Linked DNA regions of Anser cygnoides: region 2 is linked to region 1. The links are chromatin contacts, called in public Hi-C maps. All regions are on one chromosome and are shown on one strand. Each heading gives the region's core, a stretch centred on a gene start, on an enhancer-like site or on the middle of the called end of the contact. The rest is flanking DNA. Distances are from core to core; before and after follow the strand shown. Region 1 has its middle 19 kb from the start of OAT. Region 2 has its middle 42 kb from the start of GPR26.

Region 1 (5,878 bases), core at 1,695-4,194:
AAACTCCAGGTCAGCGGTTATCCATGGCCACGTGAGGAGTCCGTAATGGTAATTGTCTGCTCGGAGCTTGGTAATTAGCAGATGAGCAGGGATCAGCTTCAGCTAACGGTCTTCACTCTTTCACGGTGACTGATCTCCCGGCTTTGTTCCAGAGCTCCCTATCCATGAGCTGGGCTGAAGCGCCGAGGTCTTGGAGCAGGAGATGGCACAAAGAGGGAGGGCAGCAGGGAGGCTCCCAACCACAATATCCACCAAAATCCTGAGAAACTGGAGAAAGAGGGAGCAAAGAGGGACGAGTGCCAGCTACGATACTCAGGCAGGAATAACCTTAACGCACAATGGAAAAACAGCAACGGGTGCGTAGAACAGGATACAAGGGAGCTGTGAGTCAGGCTGCTGTTAAAAAAATAAGAAGAAAAAGAAAGCAAACATCCTGCTGAGATGTCTAAATAAGAACAGCTTTCTCAAGGTGCGCTGCTGCTGCGTGCAAGCCCTGGAGAAGCTTTGTTTGAAGGCTGCGACCAGCTGCGGGCACACTACAACAGGACAGGGCAATGCAGAGAGCCCCAAGACACAGATCTGGTGGACACAACCCGACGTCTGGATCGTTTAGCCCTAAAGTGAAGAGTGAGGGGATATGCTAAGTCTTTGAGAGGAGAAGAAAGGGTTCTCCAAATCCTGGGTGATAAGACCAAGGAAAGGAGGGGGCAGAGGGATGAAATGGGAGCTGACGCCCCCCCGGACAGAGAAGGACAACGTTTTGAGGCTCCCCAGCACGCAGGGCTGGAAGGGGCCCCGTGGCCTTCTCCCACTGCCAGCTCCGCGTTTCGGTTCATCGCTCCACCCTTTTCACATCCTCATTGCTATTTTTGTTCTTCAGATAGCCGTTGATCATTTCCACGTTTTCGTTCAGCTGCGAAAGCACATCCTCCACAGCTCCAAAACGCCAGCCCTGCTGCGAGCCCCACGAGGAAAGGCTGGCACAGCTACGCGGGCACGTTTGGCCCAGGCTCCAGCAGGAGAGGAAAGCTGCTCAGCATGAGGAAGCAGGTCCCAGACACCACCGTGGTTCCCAGCCCTTCTTTTTGGTTTTAATTTGCTTGATATTGGCTTAGCGTGTGGCCACCCACTGGCCTGCAGAATAGCGCGGGCAGAGGACTAGATTAAACCAAAATGTTCCTGCTCAGACTCCTGTCATGTGAGTCGCAAAGCGGTGACTTTCAGCTTGGAAAAAGCAGCCCCCAACCGGCTCGGGGCCGCGGTGGGGGCACGGCTGGGGCTCAGAGCATCCCACGCTCCCTGGCCCCCCATGTGGTGCCCAGGCGAGCATCTGTGTGGAGGGTGGTCAGGAACACCCAGCGGCTGGAAAAGTCTGACGGCTGGCTGCCTCCACGCAGACCGGAGACACCCACCGGGATAAAAGCACCCACATCCCCTCCCAGGGATGAAACATAATCAGGAGCTGTGCATCCTGCAGCTCCCACCTGCCGACCCAGGTAGGGTGTCAGAGCTGGGTGCCAGAGCTGAAAACCCCGCTAGAGATCCCGGTTCATCTCTGCAGGGCCACGAAGAGCAGGGATATTTCAAAATGATGTTTTTGTGTAAGCTCCCATAGCAAGAGGCAGTTCTGCTTGCAGAGGCCGCCCTGCACCCTCCTGCTGCGTGTGAGGGTGCAGACATCCCCTGTAAGATGCAGACAGCCCGTTACAAAGGCGGCGGCTGCCCAGGAATGCCTGCCCGATACGGCTTTCATCTTGTTTTCATTTTTGTGCTCTCAAAGGTTAACTTCAGAGCCGGGGCTAAAACGGGAGCTCATTTGCTCGGAGCCGCACGCAGACGTCAGTCCCTTCCTCGCACATTCCTCACGCTGCCTTTAACCTTGCCGTGCAGGATCTGTCCCTGCGGAGCCGCGAGCGCCAGATCAAGGCGGCTATCAGCAAGGCCGCGGCTCCATGCTCGTGCCCCAGCCGCTGCCATTTCGTGCAGGCCAGACAACACAGAGCGTCCCCGGGACGTGGCTCAGGCCCCCCCAGGGAGACAAAGCCAGCTCCCCGCGTGCTGCCATTTTCCTTGTGGCTTTCCAGCGTGGTTTTCCTTGTCCTTTTCCGCGGATAGCATGCTGCCGTGTGCGCTGCAGGCTGGCAGCCCTGCGTACGTACCAGCACCACCTCCGCAGGATCACTGACACGAGGGCAGCGCTTAGATGCTGGGGGAGAAGTCGCAGCGGGGCCGTGCCAGGCGCAGGCAGCAGCTGGGTGGAAATGAAGGCATGCCCTCCTGGGAGAAGCTGAGATGTTCACGTATTATTCAAAAATGCTTCCAAAACACCAAGTAATTCATATTTAATGATGTCTGACTGTTGCTGAGGGTAAAAGATGAAAAGTTACACAGGAAAATAGATCCTCTTGCCCCCACCCAAAACTACAGGTACAGTGGGGAGGGAAGTTCTCCTACACCTCGTCTCCCTCAGGGGTCTCCAGACTTTCAGGACATTGAGGCAACTTCTACAGCCTCATGCTGAGACAGGTAGCTCCTCCAGCAGCACCCTGACTGCCAAGCACTGTGACACACTGACCAGGCCCTGCTGTATTGCCACCATGAGGGACCATACCCCTGGCAGGCCGACCCAGCAGGGCAGCCTCAGTGCCTGCTGGACAGAAGCACAGCGGATGGGGGAGCTGAGTTTCTTTTCAGCCTTTCCCATGGCATGTTTCCAGCAGGCACGGTACGTAACGGGGTACCCTTTGGGGAGCACGGGGGGCTCACCCCCAGCCTGTGCCCTCACCCTGGGGGCCGGTAGGGAGCCCCCGAGCTGCCCCACCACCGTCTGCAGGACCCACCGGGGAGCCTACGCCACGTGAATCAGGTGGTGTGTGTGAATTACCCCCTCCTCCGTCCTGTTCCTGCTGTTCCTTCAGGCCGAGTTGTGTAACGCGGGCAGCTTTTCCCGGCTCTCACCGCACATCCCTTCCAAGGGAGCGTATTAGCTGGAGGATTAGGTCTCCCCTGTGTCAGACCCCAGGGAAGGGCTGGGAGTTCGTCCAAGGTCCAGGCCTTTGTTTGGTTTGCACATTGTGCAAAGGGTCAATACTCCTGGGGGCCTTTATACGTAGCCTAAATCATAGCAAATTAATAGGATTTTGTACAGGAATGAGTAGGAGTTGCTTTCTACTCTTATTTATTTGGACTAGCGCCGATAAGAGCCCGGGGATTTTCCAGACAGCACAGCCTCTGCTCAGATTTCTGCAAACAACCCCATGCAGACAGACAGACGGCATCGGAGGGGAACAACCACCAAGCAGGATTCGTTATGGTCACCCCTTATCCACGCCACGTTAGCATTCGGCACTCCAGGCTGCGGGATGAAAACAGACAGCCTCGAGTATGAAAATAAAAGCAGAGTAGCCTGCACTTGAAAGAAAAACAAAGGAGCGCTTTAAGCAGCTCTGCCTTGACCCCGGGAGCTCTCTGGCTGCATGGAGGTTGGGGTGGGACCAAAAAACCCCTCCAGCTCCCAGGGCTTCACAGACACAGCTTCACGAGGAGCTACCACTCAAGCACTTGGGACAGACACCAAGGTCCTGCCAAGCGGTGGTCAACGCAGGGGTTTGGTGAGGTTTCCATGAGGGTTGCACTAGGACTGTTTAATTGATGAATAGTGCTAGTACCACATTTTTCTTGTCTGTTTTCCTGCCTGGGGATGAGTGTCCAAAAAAAAAAAAAAGAAAAAAAAAAGAAACAAAACCACCTCTTTTTACTGCACAAATACAGGAACCCCAGCTGGTTAAGTCTCCCGCTCTGGATCAAAGCACCACAGGCAGGCCCACAGAAAGCAGTTTCCTGATGTAAAGAAATATTTAAAGTTTTGTCTCAAACCTCCATCTTTCTTCTACTTCAGTGCTTTGGGAAGGAAAAAATTCTGCCCCCCCTTCTCAGATGTCCCTACATCCCTATCAGTCAAACAGGGACAGCTATGAATTGCTGGGATTACTGGGTACTTGTCATACTAGAGAGATAAAGGAATTCCATTTTATGGTCCCCCCCACCCAAAATTAGCTACGAGTGCACTGCGTAAGTTACAGTTTGAGTTATCACACAGAGATGAAACTGAAGTTTGTGTCTGATTTCTGTATTAGTAAAGACCAAAAGCGAGCCCTCAGGAGTCACAAACTCCCAAAATTCTACACCTAGCAGAGAGCTCCTAGTGTAAAGCTGAGCTTCTGGCTCCATCTGCTGCCAGAAAGATGGAAAAGATGAGAAAGTGAACAAGAAACGGCCAAAAAAAAAAAAAAAAAAGATTCAACTACAGCCTCTCTTCTGCTTAACTGATCCACTAACACTGCTGTTGAAAGGCAAACAAAACAGAGGTTGCTTCATCATGGAAATTTCTAACAGGTTCAAGATGTGCAGTTCTTTGCCAGGTCAAGACTGATAGGCATTTGAGGCCTTTTAAGAAAGTAATCTATTTGGGTAATTTTTAACTTCAAGACATACTGTTTGAGTGCATAAATTCAGGTTTTTGCAGCTGTAAAGAATCCCAGACAAAGGACAATGCCATAAGCATGGCTCCCCAGATTGCCAGCAGGAAAGAAAAAAAAATAAAGGAAACTTGCACTGTATGCTTCCCAATCTCCCCACTTCTCCGTGTTGCTCCTGCCTTTCACTGTTTCACGTGGCGCCTTTAAATCTTAGTTTACATTTACCCATAAACAAAGATTTATTTTTCTGTCAGAATACATATTCCGTGATTTCATGCCAAGAGAAACGTCCATGTTTTTTGGCAGAGAGCACTGGCATATAGCACAATTCGGCATTGTTTTTGCAAACAAAGCTTCCAGTGAAGTCAATGGCAGCTTTGGGTACACAAGGAATGCTGCTTTGGCTCTTGGGTGCTTAGATTACCTCCCCGTGTTTGCACAGCACTCAGTGCAGAGTCCCCACTCATTTAGGAAAGCATTTCATATACCATACCTGACACAAAGAAACATCAGAATATGTGCAGGCACTATAATGGAGACAGATTAAGCCTTTAGAGCCAAACGCTTAGAGCGACATCTTGTAAATACACACATACCTCCAGAAAGTTTTACTGCTGCATAGCTCCTGCTAAAGGAACGGCCACCGTTTGGATAGGCAATTTGTGTTAAACATACAGATCTCTTTCAAATATCATTTTAAATATAAATATCAATTACAACAGCAGAAAGCATCACCAAAGAAGTGCCATTGCCACGCCTTCTTCCCTACCAAGATATATCTCTCTCTCTACAAGGTAAGAAAAGTACTTGAGAAGTACTGGGAAGGCATCGAAAGGGCATCCTCCAAGCTTGCTTTTCTCACCTCTTCACTTCCTATAAAGTTAGGATGCAAAAAACAAACTCATAATATTTTATGAAATGTCTTACATATTTTCTTTGCACATTTCAGAGTACACATTACACTAATTTGTAGATGATTTCCACTTCGGCATCCTTCAAGTAAAACTTTGTTCAGGAGCAGCGCTTGGCAGAGCTATAGTACACTTGAGCAACAAGTAGAACAAGCACAAACACGAAAGCACCGAATTTCTGGCGCTGAGCTGTTAAGAGGCACTTTAGTTTTCTACATTTTTTTGGTAATAAAAGCCCTGAAGAAAATTTCTAAGGCTAATTAAAATCCCAGACAGCAAAACCAGAGACTGATTTACAAGCCCATTAGTTACATGAGCAGCTATATTTGAGCTTGAGAGATTTAAGCCATGTCACTGAAATCCAACAAGCATGAACTGGGATTTGGCCAGAAGACAAAGAGACACTTTCCATGATAAAGTAAGCCCTTATTTTGCCCTCTCTTTCTCAAAACACGCGCTACATATCAAAGGCAGACGATCTTTCTAATA
Region 2 (5,878 bases), core at 1,616-4,115, 370 kb before region 1:
ATATGCATTCATATGTCACCTGGGATAACAGAGCAACCTCTGATTTATGACTCAGTTGATGAACTTGCCTGTACGAAGGGTAGCGATACTCCATCAGTCCTCAGCAGGAGCATCATGCTGCTGCCTTCCTCCCCATTAACTTCCCAGTGGTACCTCACTAGCTCTTCACTGAGCTCAAGCTCTGCCAGCTGGGGCTTATTCAGCCCAAAGTATGCATCAGGTCTGACCAGATATGGCTCAACAGATGTGTAAAGTGCTTTGGCACTTGTTGAAAGAGAGTATCTTTCCTTGGGTGACTCACTATGGACTGCTTTGAAAATCACCTAATAGATAAAGGTGGCATGGAGAAGAGAACAACAGGTGATTTGCTCAGTCTCTTTGAGTGCAAGAGCTAAGGAACATCAGATAAAACCATGAGGCAGGTTCAGACTAAGCAAAAGGAGGTGCTTTTTCACCCAGAGCATAATTCATCCTTGCCACAGTGCGTCTGGGTTATTTTGTTTGCAGATGATGAAGGAGGGCAGAAATGTCCAAAGCATCACAGAGCCAGGTCCCATCATCCCCTCAAAATTCATACAGACTGATTTAAGCAAGATGCACCTAAGGACAGGGCAAATCCGTGTTAGTGGAGTCATTTCTGGCAAGCAGTTGTACAGTTGCTTACAAGTCTCGAGGAATCATTAACATATCACCTTAACATACAGGTAACAAGTATTTAAAAGGATTTCACTGAATTTAGCAGGCCGTTTTGTTACTGAAAATCAAGCCTATCTCACAAGAGCATTAACAAAAAAGCTAAACAACCCCCCTTGCCAATGTAAAGTCTATTTCTGTTGCCAGCCTTTGGTATTTTCCCACCTGGCTCCTGATTTTTCATATTGACACCTAAAATGCCCCTAAAATACAACTTATGTGTGAAATTACAGTTATTGCAGCATCCATGGACAGGGAGACTGAGCAACTGGCTGCCTAAAGTAACAACCCTGTGTAATTTGATTGTGCTTTCTTGATGCACTTGTGTTCACCTCCCCTAACCCTGTGCTAGCATAATAAGCATAATCATTTCCTCCCTTGTACTATATTTTGGCCATATACTGGAATTTGATCCAACAGCCACCATTTGCTAGGGATAAGAAATGGCTTTAATGCCACGCACCAACACCTGAATCCTATCAATTTTTCCCTGTTTCATTTCTTCCAATAACCCAACCAATTGGCTTGAGCAAGCAATTCAGAAAAAAAATAAATGTAATAGAGGTCCCTCTTTTCAGAATGGTACTTCTGTCCAATTGCTTTCATCTTGAGAATACAGCTATGAGGTCTGTTTCAAGGGATGTCCTTCAGCAGGCAGCATGAATTGTAAAATCAGTCACACAAATGGCCTACCATATATAAAAATAACCAACATATCAACAGGACTGAAGCCAAGCAGCAGTTAAAATAACTACTAGACCAGTAACACTAAATTTACAATGCAGCTCAACAGATACATCTGGAAAAGAAAAGCGCAGGCCATTTTTAGTTTGATTTCTATTATTACTCCATTTTTTATTCAAGATATGAAACATTCTGAAAAGCAAATGCTAAAAATTGGAAAAGACTGCCATAACAATATAAAATACAATGCAAGTATAAAATTGATAGGGGAATGTTCCTGTCTCTAATGAGACAAATGCTGTGGCTGAGATAAAATTTGAGATTATCTCTGTGGTGAAAAAGCTTTCTTAGGTTGATGCTGCAAGTCCTGCTCCTGCTGCGCGGAGTTTTGCTCTTTTCCATGGTGCTGCTTTAGGTATAAATCCTGCCCTGTTAGTGCAGGTATGAGTCAGCAACTCCCTTTTAAGTCAAACTGTATTTATTTGTAGTACTTTTCCTAAAGTGTTGAATGTGTTTGTTTGGAAAGCTACAACAGGAGGATGGAGGGGAGGTAACAAGGTAACATGTACAATTACAAGGACTTTGATTGCAACAGAATGTAAGTCTCTTATCCTGTTCTGAAATCCCGCTGCAAAACTTCCTATATCAGCATATTCTTTCCTCTTTGCAGGGAACCAAGGTTGTTTTCTTCCTGCTGAAACACCTTTTTTTTTTCAAGATTCATCCAAGCTCAGAGTTAAGAGAATATGGATAATCTGCATGATAACTGAGGTTTGAGAGCCCCAAGTTCAGCTCCCTGCTTCCTGTTGGATTTCCTGTGTGACCTCACAATCCCTCCGGTGACAAAATGCAGGCTCTCAAAGTCAGAAAGGTGGAAGACCTGAAAATGAATTTCCCACACCCTGTATACAAATTTAACCAAGTTTGCTGCTGTGCTGGCAGCTGCCAAGTGTTCAGGAGCACTGATCCCTTTTATCAGATGGTTTCCAAGGGGTGCAAGCAGGTGCACCAGGCTGCATGCACAGGGCGTCTTAAACCCCACGGATGTCTGTAAGAGAAGAAATATGCTTTCAGGCTTTTGATAGTTTAATTGTGTGAAATACATCAGTAATGTTTACTTAGTAATCAGTAATGTTTACTTAGCAATTGGTAATGTTTAATTAGTTATGTTAGTAAGGAGGAAGTCTTTTTAGACTCTGGAAACCAGGCTTCGAAGTTCCTCTGCTGCAGCACTGAACATGCAAAAGTCCTCAGAGCAGGCTGATGGTTTCCAAGAGAGGCAGGATGAGCATTTGGCTAAGGAACTGACATTCCCGGGGACCTTTCACCTTTGGGATCTGGTGGAGACCACCGTTACTACCCCCCCCACCCTGCTCCGCCAGAGAGAGGCTTGTTCATTCTTCCACCCCCCCGGCTCTCCTTCCATCAGCGCTGCCGGCCGGGTGCCGGTGTCCCGCTGCCGCCGCGCGGGGGGGCCGCCGAGCCGCCGCCGGGCCGGGGCCGCTCGCCGCCGGCTGCAGCCTCCTGCCGCGACCCCATCGGGACATCCGGCCGCGCTCGTCCCCGCCTGGGAAGCGACTCCGGGGGCGTCTTCCAGCTGCTTTAGGAAGGGCTCCGGTCCCGGAGGTGCTGGAAGAAAGGGAGGAGGGGGGCTGCAGCCCTCAAGCTCTGGAATTTCATCACTGCAGGCGGTGCTGGTGTGCTCTCTCCGTGCCGCAGGACGGTTTTCTTTATGTCCTGACACTGCTTAAAATCCCCCGCTCAGGAGAGCTTGCTGCATGCTACATTATTAACTTCCAGACACATCAAAACCTCGGTCTGCCCGTGGTTATCCTAAAGGTATAAATACGATTCAGGGAAAACTTGCTTTTTCTAAAGAAAGTTTTTTTTTTTTTTTTTTTTTTTTTCTGCTGCAGCAGTGTCTTTGAAAGCCCAAAGGCTGCTTCCCGCTGTTGTTACAGGCTGCAGCTTTTATGAGTTATATGCACTCCTGAGGCCAAGAGGCCATGCAGGAGATTAAAGGAAAAAAAGGGTTCTCCGCAGCCCGGCTGCTGGCTGCCAGGGTGTATGGGGGTGAAAGGGGCAGGCACTGAGGTGCTACTACCAGGGTTAGGTGCATAGATCTGGGAAAGACTCATTATTTAATACATCCTCTTAAATAAAAGATGAAGGTGTGGGGTGAGTGCCAACAATATCACACCCCGAGGGGTCGGGGGCACCACACCACCCACACCTTGCTTACAACATGCTCTGGCTTCAAACCAAGCAGCAATGGGGAAAGCACGTCAGCCACCCTGAAAAATGCTGAAGAGATGTCCATGAAGGAAGACAACAACACCAGTGCTGATGTGGAGTTTGCACCCTGGATCTGGAGTTGGAAATGTTTGTCTCTAGGGTTTATTAAGGGCATCCTTATAATCCTAGAGCATTTCACCCTTCCTCAGTGAGGATGTGAAGGGTGCATCAGCACAGGCATGGTAGGGAAGGTCAGTGATAAATTTGTGGCTGCATGAGCAAATGAGGATCAAGATTCATCAATGCTTGGCTGATGATTCAATACGCGATGTTCTTCCTTGGTTCTTAAATACTGTGTCTCGGTCAAGCCCCTGTGCTAAGCTGCTATGATTCCTGGCTGAACTTCAAACAGAGCTTTCCAAAAAAGTCTCTAATCCCAGGTTTCACACAGGTCACACATACTCACTGTATAATGTGTTTGCAGAAGTTCCTGAATTGTGAATACTTAAAAAATGTATTTTAAATAAAATAGGACTTCAAAATTATTTCAGTTATACCTGTTTTCAATATCTTTTATATTTCACTTCACCATGATTTTAGAAAAAATCCTGACAACTGCTGTGTAGATGATTTACAGCAATACACCCTGCAGTAACTGCTGTGTTCCTGGGGTTACAGTCTCTTACAATTTTTTGATTGGGTCTTTATTGCTTCTGTGTGATTATTTCTTCTGTACAAGAGGATAACGGAGTGAGATATAACCATATGAATGTTCCTATGATTACTTGTGATGGCTGAAATACACTAAGGAGGACTTCTTAGCATTAGGAAACTCTCCAACAACATGCACCAGAAATGAAGACCAGAAAATTTAGATCTCTAAGAAATGAGCGGCCAAGGTGATTAATACCACCTATAGATTCAAACGGCTGGGAAATAGCAGGGATGTAAATCTAAAGCCACCCAGATACCAGATTAAGTGCCACCTTGGGAACCTGCCTAGAGACTTGGAAATTCAGCATCAGAGGCAGCTGGTGGTGGCATATGCACGGGCTATAGGACCAGGAGTAGACACACACTCTGGTTGTACAGTATCAGATGGCAACTGCACCATGAACCTGCAGAACATAAACAGAACCAACACAATAGATCAACTTTTTCCCAGCCTCTCAGATACAGTGCAACTTCATTATTGTGATAATAGTGTATTCCTTGAATTTTACCTCATTACTTTCCAGAGTGGTTTATGAACACCGTTTTTTATTTTCTTCATCATTCAAACTTGCTGATTCACTTTTTTCAGCAAATATTCAGAACCTACTCCCGTATACTCATGAAAGTCAAGTCATACCTTACTTGTTCGTTTTCTCTTTGATGATCCTTATAAGAAAATATCTGGGCTGAGAATTTCCAAATGAAAAAAAAAATAAAAAAAATCCATCCTGGCGAAACAAATGCAAACCAGGGCTTTCTTAGAATAGCAACATGTGCCTCCTTCCTTCCTTCCTTCCTTCCTTCCTTCCTTCCTCCCTCCCTCCCTCCCTCTCTCCCTCCCTCCCCCTCATTCTTGTTCTCTCTTTCTCTCCCCCCTCATTCTTTCTCTTCTTTTTTCACCAGCAAGAGCTGACCAAAGCAAATGAGCACACTTTTCTATTATCTGCACAAGCTTTCAGTCAAATCACTTGTAGCATATGGTGCAATGTAACATGAGTAGAAGCAGCAGAATCTTTCCCTTAAGCGATTATTTGTACCAAATAGCTTCCTGATTAAAAAGTTTACCATGGCTTTGTATTTTTATAGTTTTCTTAATTAGTTCAGCTGTTAAACTTAACAGTGTGCTGTCAAGATCAGCTGGAAGATTTAAGCCTTGATTTAAACACACCTTGGCCTCTGGCTATACAAATATGTCTCCAGTATCAGCAAATAAAACAGCAGTGGCTTCAGTGAGTTTCTGGAGGGCTGAAAAAGAGAACACCCAGAACAGAATCGTCAGAATTTCAGAAATGTCTGAAACATCAATTAAAGTCTCCCTTTGGGGGCAGCCCGTGAGAAATGATTGTTGTTACAAACAACTGGCTTTTGAGCTCCAGCAATGGGGTACTCGGCATGAGCTAAGAAGAGAAACTGCTGCAAAACAAAAGTAACAGGCAAGAGTCCTGATGCCTCGTTTCTGCACAAATGCTGAGAGCTTGTTTCCAAACTGGACTGCTCCTTCCCTTTTTCTGTACGATGTTTGCCATGGGCACATGAAAACCACGAAACAAGC

Evidence for each region. Hi-C and Micro-C count contacts between places; a contact is called where the count stands out from the background.
Region 2: a Hi-C map of granulosa cells shows a contact between it and region 1, with 3 times the contacts expected there. The contact joins two enhancer-like sites. A contact is called at or near these places in 2 of 7 Hi-C or Micro-C datasets (granulosa cells and liver).

Annotation. Positions count from the first base shown.
Region 1 is chr7:4,102,842-4,108,719 of Taihu_goose_T2T_genome, reverse strand. No RefSeq gene overlaps it. Among named protein-coding and RNA genes, the nearest start is that of OAT, 19 kb to the right of the region's middle. Within about 2 kb of position 2,944, at least 2 of the 3 cell types and tissues checked have open chromatin away from gene starts, as enhancers often do.
Region 2 is chr7:4,474,633-4,480,510 of Taihu_goose_T2T_genome, reverse strand. No RefSeq gene overlaps it. Among named protein-coding and RNA genes, the nearest start is that of GPR26, 42 kb to the right of the region's middle. Within about 2 kb of position 2,865, at least 2 of the 3 cell types and tissues checked have open chromatin away from gene starts, as enhancers often do.